Linked DNA regions of Mus musculus: region 1 is linked to region 2. A link is a contact called in public Hi-C data. All regions are on one chromosome and are shown on one strand. The core of a region is the stretch at or near the end of the contact, and the rest is flanking DNA. Distances in the headings are between cores, read along the strand shown. Region 1 has its middle 120 kb from the start of Gm24319. Region 2 has its middle 47 kb from the start of Gm24319.

Evidence for each region. A called contact is a pair of places that touch in the nucleus more often than the background predicts.
Region 1: a Hi-C map of the N1E-115 cell line shows a contact between it and region 2, with 4 times the contacts expected there. A contact is called at or near these places in 3 of 484 Hi-C or Micro-C datasets (the N1E-115 cell line, cerebellum and pancreatic cancer cells) and 1 of 9 other capture datasets (embryonic stem cells).

The regions. Positions count from the first base shown.
Region 1 is chr19:15,799,273-15,803,176 of GRCm38.p6, forward strand. No RefSeq gene overlaps it. Among named protein-coding and RNA genes, the nearest start is that of Gm24319, 120 kb to the left of the region's middle.
Region 2 is chr19:15,724,809-15,728,647 of GRCm38.p6, forward strand. No RefSeq gene overlaps it. Among named protein-coding and RNA genes, the nearest start is that of Gm24319, 47 kb to the left of the region's middle.

The DNA.
Region 1 (3,904 bases), core at 994-3,493, 75 kb after region 2:
ACTGTCCTGAGGAAGAACTAAGGCTCACAGAAAGGAAGGAAGGAAGGAAGGAAGGAAGGAAGGAAGGAAGGGAGGGAGGGAGGGAGGGAGGGAGGGAGGGAGGGAGGGAGGGAGGAAGGAAGGAAGGAAGGAAGGAAGGAAGGAAGGAAGGAAGGAAGGGAGGAAGGAAGGAGGGAAGGAGGGAAGGAAGGAAGGAAGGAAGGAAGGAAGGAAGGAAGGAAGGAAGGAAGGAAGGAAGGAAGGGAGGAAGGAAGGAAGGAAGGAGGGAAGGAGGGAAGGAAGGAAGGAAGGAAGGAAGGAAGGAAGGAAGGAAGGAAGGGAGGAAGGGAGGAAGGGAGGAAGGGAGGAGGGAAGGAGGGAAGGAGGGAAGGAGGGAAGGAAGGAAGGAAGGAAGGAAAGGAGGGAGGAAGGAAGGAAGGAAGGAAGGAAGGAAGGAAGGAAGGGAGGGAGGAAGGAAGGAGGGAAGGAGGGAAGGAGGGAAGGAAGGAAGGAAGGAAGGAGGGAAGGAAGGAAGGAAGGAAGGAAGGAAGGAAGGAAGGAAGGAAGGGAGGGAGGAAGGAAGGAAGGAGGGAAGGAGGGAAGGAAGGAAGGAAGGAAGGAAGGAAGGAAGGAAGGAAGGAGGGAAGGAAGGAAGGAAGGAAGGAGCAATAATAGAAGGGTTCTGTTGGCATCAGCTATTTGCACTGTCTGACATCCATTCAACACTCTCTTGACTAAACAGCTGTGCCCAGTGGGCACAACCCAGGGTTGACATTTTATTGGCTTATTTCAAGAGGCAGAAAGCTGTGATTCTATATAGCCATTGTCACCTTCTCTTCTCTGAGCACAGGGCCAGCTTCAATAGCAGCTCACCCACCTGGTCAAGTGAGACATGGTTGTCCTTCATGGCATTGGCTGCCACACAGTAGGAGAAATAGCCACTAACAGTCATAGCACAGGTCCTCCCTCTTCAGTAGCTCAACTGATTTTTCTTGAGTTTATTTAAGCATATTTTTTTCTAAAGCTATTGTAAAAGTCCTAGTCTGATTCTAGTTTGACCAATTTAGGTCAAATACTTCTTTAGGAAGAAATAGCATCATGGGGCAGAATATACAGTGTTTCGTTACACTTAAATTCCAGATAGACAACAGGTTTGTGTGTGTGTGTATGTGTGTGTGTGTGTGTTCCATATAATATCTCAGATACACTTTAATAAAAGAACATAATCGTTTATCTAAAATTCAAAGTTAACTGGGTCTCCTTTCGGTTTTATGGCTGTTGCTTTGCTAATTTGAGCAAGACCCTCCATCAGGAGCCCAAAATAGGTGGAAATATAAAGATTTTTATTACATCTGGATAACATGTCCACCACCCCAGCACAGAAGACCAAAGTCCACCTCACTAAAGACACATGTCCCCTGAGGAAAACCAGGTACAAGTCTAGAAGACGAAGGACAGACATTGATCAGCCAAACACAGCAGATCTGTCCAAAATCGAAGTGGGTGTGGCTATGGAAAAGGAGCGTGTGGTTTCAAAGGTTTTCAGGGGCGGGGCTGGGGGGGGAGGGGTGATGTGGGCCAGCTGAGGGGGGGGGGAAGAAAATTGTGCAGGCTCCTTCTCAATCTCCTAAGGTTGTGTTTTTAGCCGTACACATTTGCCAGATTGCTTGAAAAAAGGCAACAGCTGTGGGAACTGACAGTTTACAGTTGGGATAAATCGCATTAGTGAAGTATTTCAATTAGAGTGATATCGAACTAAAAAACCAAAGTCATCCCTGAACAAATAAATTAGCACTTCAGTTCGTGAAGTGGAAGATTTCAACAGCGCCTACCTGCCCATTGTTGTGCTGATAGTTCCTGATACTGCCCTTGTAGGGATGGCGCATATGTCCTGCTAGAGAAGGACAATTAGTCAGGATCAGTCTATAACTAGGTATTTGTTTCATTCCTGACCAACAGCCAAATTTGGTCTCAGATCAGCCTGAAATGTCCCTAATGGTGCATCAGAGAGCCTTCCTGCGGGGTCCTGGTACAGCCCACCAGCAGGTCAGCCAGACGACACAGGGCTGGACTCTCTTTCCCAAGCTAATTCATCTACACCGGTAGCACTTTAAAAATCAACTCAGAGACCGGTCTTGCAGCAGATGCTTTTTCCGCCTGCAGAAGATGAATGTGAAGAACCACAGCTCCCTTGTTCTCTCAGGGTCGGGGCCAGCTCAGCCCACAGACTGCAGGCAGCCAGGGGCTCTACAAAAGCCTTCTGTTCGCCTGGCCTCCTTTTCCTTCCCACCCATTCTCCTCCTCCAACATCACACCCGGTTCTCCCAACTCCCCACCCCAGCCTGAGTCGCAGCAGAAATTTTTCCTCTGCTAGCTAGTGATTCCGGCTAATTAGGTGGCTGCTTTCATTTACTTCAGCAGTTGGAAGAGGGGCTAAAATAGCATTGCCCCTATTCGTGTTGGAAAAATAAATCATGCCCATTGTTACTCAAGATCTTCCTCTCCCCCTCCTTCTCCCGCTCCTTCTCCCCCCCTCCCCCCCCCCCCCGCCCCCCAATCAAGCAAATTAGCAGCTTGGTTCGTTTTCCTGGCATTCACTCCAGGGCAGCCAGCAGCACCCCGGAATGTGGCTTGAAGGTGTGTGGTCAGTACAATTGTTTGGAGCTGTTTGTGCCAACAATGGGAGGAAATGCCTGTCTTCCAGAGGACACCGAGTGGCACTTGTCTTCCTTAGCTTAAGGAGGTCTTACCAGCTGCTGCCAAGCCTGGCTTCTCAGGAAGAGATACACCGCCATCTATTGGTCACGGAGGTTAACGGCAATGCCTTTCTCTCCCATATTTGCTCGAGGCCACTAAAGGACAGACAACAAAGCTTCTAGTAAGTTCTAAAAATAAGCTGATTCTTTGTACCTCGGAGTAAGACGGCGTTTTCCTCTAAGGTTGCAACTCTAAGTGCAGTGCAGCGCGTGACTAATACTTCCGCTGTGGGGCGCTTTCCGTGATGCTGGTTTCCAGGTCTCAGGATGGTTGGCTGGCATTGTCTGAAAGAGCTTGAGGCTCACCACTTCTCCATCCGACCTCAACTATCTTGGGTATCAGCACTTCTGGGTAATGGTTCTTACGCTGTAAACCTTCATATCATCCTTCTCCCACCCAAAACAAGCCCAGTTTCTAAGACTGCAAGATGGGGAGGGGCATTCAAAAGCTTCCTGCATTCAGAGACACTTGTCTGTGCACTGAGGATCAAATGCCAAGTCTTTTTGCATCCTGGATCCTGAAACAAGCAACTCCCCTATTCCTGACAACAAATGCTTCGGCTGCCTTTTATTTCATTCTGTTCTACATACATGAAGGACATGATTGCCTCCCTGGTTTCCAGTTTTAAAAAAATCCTGATTTGATTAGCGTTTGTGTAGAGATGGACGATCATATACAACCAGTCCATCGCAATATGTTGGGTTTGGTTTGTGACTCTCAATCAGGGTGACTGGCATGACATCCAAGAGTCTTTGTTATCATATTGGAACATTTTGGATTGACACAACTTGACAAGGTGTTGAGCGTTCTACAGCATTCAGGAGAGACCCACCACTAACACACACAGCAGAGAGTTATCCAGCCCAAACTGTCAATAGCACAGATGCACTAGGAGTCTGGTTTAGAAAAGGGGGAGGGGGAGGGAGGGGGAGGGAGAGGGAGAGGGAGAGGGAGAGGGAGAGGGAGAGGGAGAGGGAGAGAGAGAGAGAGAGAGAGAGAGAGAGAGAGAGAGAGAGAGAGAGATCGCCCTCTGGTAATGGGGTTATGATAACATTGATTGTTCTCAAATGAGCCACACCGCAGAGACAGAGGATAATTCTCCTTCTCCCAAGTCAGTATTTACTGCCTTTTTTTCTTCTTTAGCTCTTCCATTTTAAACATAATTTAG
Region 2 (3,839 bases), core at 948-3,447:
ACATGGAAGTGGGAACACACCCGTCTGAGAACAAAAGGACGAATGGAAGGAAGGAGCGTGCAGAGGGATGGTTATGAATAACACTGGGGAAAACTAAAGTCAGGGAAGACTGTGCACATGGTTCCTTACATACTGGAAGGAAAATGGCACTACACAATCCTGTGTGACAATATTTTATTTAAATATGAAAAAGGTACAGAAGAACTCAGATGAACATATCAAAACTTTACAATCAAAAAGGATTTAAAAAGTAAGCACCTGAACAAGGTGAGATGAATACATGACCTGGAAAGGAAATCGTCAAACACAGAGGAGAACGTCACTGAAATGGAGGGGATAGCAGCAGTGTGATTGGAAAAGTTGGCAACAAAGAAGAGAGATTTGGCAAGAAAACTGAAAGTTAAAATATGTAAATGTAAATGTTGGGACTGAAAAGCTCAGTGAATCTAATAAAGTCACAACGGAAAGCATCGCCTACGGCACAGATCAAGCAGAAGACAGAGTAGCAAGAACCAAAGCCAAAGCCAAGGAAAGTGTCCACCCAAACATCCTTAAAGGGAAACAAGAATGAAGACCATCTCCAAGAAGTCTAAGATGGGAAGAAAAGATCAAGCACACAAGAATCCCAAGGAGCTGAAATAAAAAACTAAACACACCATCTATTTAATGAAAGTATAGCAGAGAATTTCAAAGTTTTAGGGAAATATGACATTCAAATATAACACACATTTAGAACACCAACTGGATATGTCCAGAAAATAACTTCTTCCTGACATGAGATAGACAAGATGTCACAAAAACAAAGCAATAGAAGTAAAACTACAAAGGAAAACCCTAACTCGCCTATGAAGTCTAGTGCATGAGAACAGCATTGAGTTCTGGTAAGCACCCCTAAATCCAGGAAAGCATGGGATGAAATATTTCAGTTCCTGAAGTAAATAACTATCAACCAAGATTACTATACCCAGCTGAGTTATCCTAAAACTTGTTGGAACAATAAGAAACTTTCAAGAGAAGGACACCCAGGATACTCCATGATCACTAAGCCACCATTACAGCAGGTATTTAGAGGGATACTATACACAGAAGAAAAGAAAGCATTTTGTTTATGAGACCACAGAAAAAAACATAAGTTTCATAAGAGAAATAGTTGAATAACAAGCAGGAAGGGACCCATTATGTCTGACACTGTAAATCAGTAAATCTTTTATACCTATAAGGGAGAAAAAAATAAGAATAAATAATAATCCAACCAACTAAAAGACAATCAACAAAATTATAGCAATGACTACACCTGACTTAATAATAACCTTAGATATAAATGGCCTCAACTTACCAGGAAAAGGCATAGGCTATCTGCTTCAATCAGTAAACAAGATCCAACCATTTAGTTTTGTTGTCACCAAAACCCACATCTCATTGCTACCTTACATTGATGAGAATAAAAAAATCAAAGTAAATGTATTAAAAGATGGAGAAGCCAAAACCAATCTAGTATAGGTATTCTAGTATTTAATAAAGTCATTGTCACACAAAGATTAGGAGAGATAGAGGCTACAACATATTTATAAAAGCAACAAGTGATCAAAATGTGACAACTGCATATATTGTAGCTAGCAGTTCTATAAAATAAATACTGGTAGGCATAAAATGTCAGCTAGAACTTGTTATAACAACACTGGGTGCTATCAATATTGCACTTTCCTCTTTAGTTATATCACCTAAACTAAAATCAGTGAACAAACTACAGAGTTTAACTACATTCCAGATGAAATGTACACACATACACACCATCATCCAACAGACTGCTTCTCGGCAATCTATTAACCTTATCTAAAATATAGCACATTCTGAACCTATTTCTTACTGCATCTCACTAATACAATGGTTCACTATATCTGACCTCCACCATCTTTACCTAAATAATTACAGTACCCACTTCTTGAGTAAAATGTGTGGGAAAAATAAGAGTGTGGTGTTCTCACTGACGTAACCGGCATGAAGAAATCATTCAGTAAAAGTTTGTTTCCCTATGCACGGCAGATACCAGCAAGCCGAATACCCACCCCTTCTGACCGGAAAGCGGTGGCCATTCTGTGTGTTTGGCGGGCACCTCGAAGCCCCCTGCAGAAAGCTGCAGGCCTCCAGATGTCCACAGAGCTTCTGGGAGAGACCAAGTTACTCTTAGAACAATAGCCCTGTTCAGTTTCCTACCAAAGCTTGCCAGGGCTCCACACAGAACCTTTCACCCCCTGTCTCTGTAAGCCAAGCCTAAATTCAATTACTGTGAAATTAACTACACATTAAACAAAAAACTCCCAACCTGGTAGTTGTCACTGCTAATTGACTGGTTACCACTCACTGATGCTGGCTTTCAGCGTCCAGCATGCTGACAAGGAGAGCTGTCAAGACTTCCCCGCAGGGTGGGCTGCAGCTGCCCGAGACTTGATTTGAACTGACAAGGCACAGCAAGCTAATATCAGAGCGCACTTTAGGTGAGCCACATGACACTGGAGGGGACCTCACAGGATGAGCAAGGCAGCAGAAACAAGCACTGGAGGAAAGGGACACGTTAAGGCAAAAGGGGTGGCAAGAATGAGGGCAATGGCCCTGAAAAGATGACATTCAGACAGCAATGGCTGGGTTGTGAGCAGGCTGCTATTCAGCATTCTGATGGTAACAGCGTGATAAATTTATGATTTTCCTGACAAGAGCTCTGTGAATATTGGTTAGATAGATGAATGGATTTCATAAAATAGAAGGGGGCATCTTCCCATACATTTATCTCATTTTTAAGAAGCTTCTGAAATTTTATCTTCTCTCTATGCTCTGTCAAGAAATCAATTTGCTTGAAAACCTTAGGGTGAAGATATTCTTACTAAACTCTATACAAAAAAAAAAAAACCCTCCAGATCCCGTTCTCTATACCCCACCCCATCCCATACAAGGACCATACTGACTGCCCTACTTGAAAAGATGTGTAAGGGGTCTGTCTCTGCTTGTCAAGATCAGCAGAGCACCAGCCACATCTACCAGCTTGCTAAGTACTCACACTTAGGACAGAGAACACAAGCAAACAAAAGAGGCTCAGTTTACAGCGTGCACTGGAAGAAGGAGAGAGCAACTCAGTTTGCCACCTAGGCCTATCCTGCCCGGATAATAATTATAACCATGGGTTTCTTCTAATTTTAACTTTCTGGAGGCAGAACAAAGGGTGCAGGAAGAATTCACCTGAACCTAAAGAGGGGCCGTTCATTGGGCTTGTTAAGTTGTTAAATTAGAGACTCTATATACAACTATGGAGTAGGAAAACTACTGTGACAATCCTGTGTTGAGTAGGATGCTATGAAAGAGTTAGGTAGCCACAAAATTCTTCTTTTTGACACCATGCAGTGGTAACTAAAGGAGTTGTTAAAGAGGTGTCTAAAAGATACCCCCAATAATCTTGTGTTTTGAATGCTCAGCCCCCTTCTTACAGCACCATTTTGAAAGCTCTGGAGACTTTAGGAGGTAGGGCCTGGCCTCACTGGCCCAAGGATGGGAGACTGAAATTCACATCCCTCTCCTGCTTCCTGCCTGCCACCATGTGAACAGCCATCATGGGTTCATCTCCCACTGGCACGCTTTCCCAACTGTGGTGGACTGGAACCCTCTAAACTCTAATGGAAACAGAAACAAGCAAACAAACGACTTTTATGTTGCTTCTCCCCACTACTTCATCACGGTAACAAGAAGTAACTAAGACAACGGTTCTGACTGTTTCCCCCAGGCTCTCAACGCCGAGAACAAATTTCACACTTCTACTTCTGAATCTTGTTTCCAACCCATGCCATATCGAA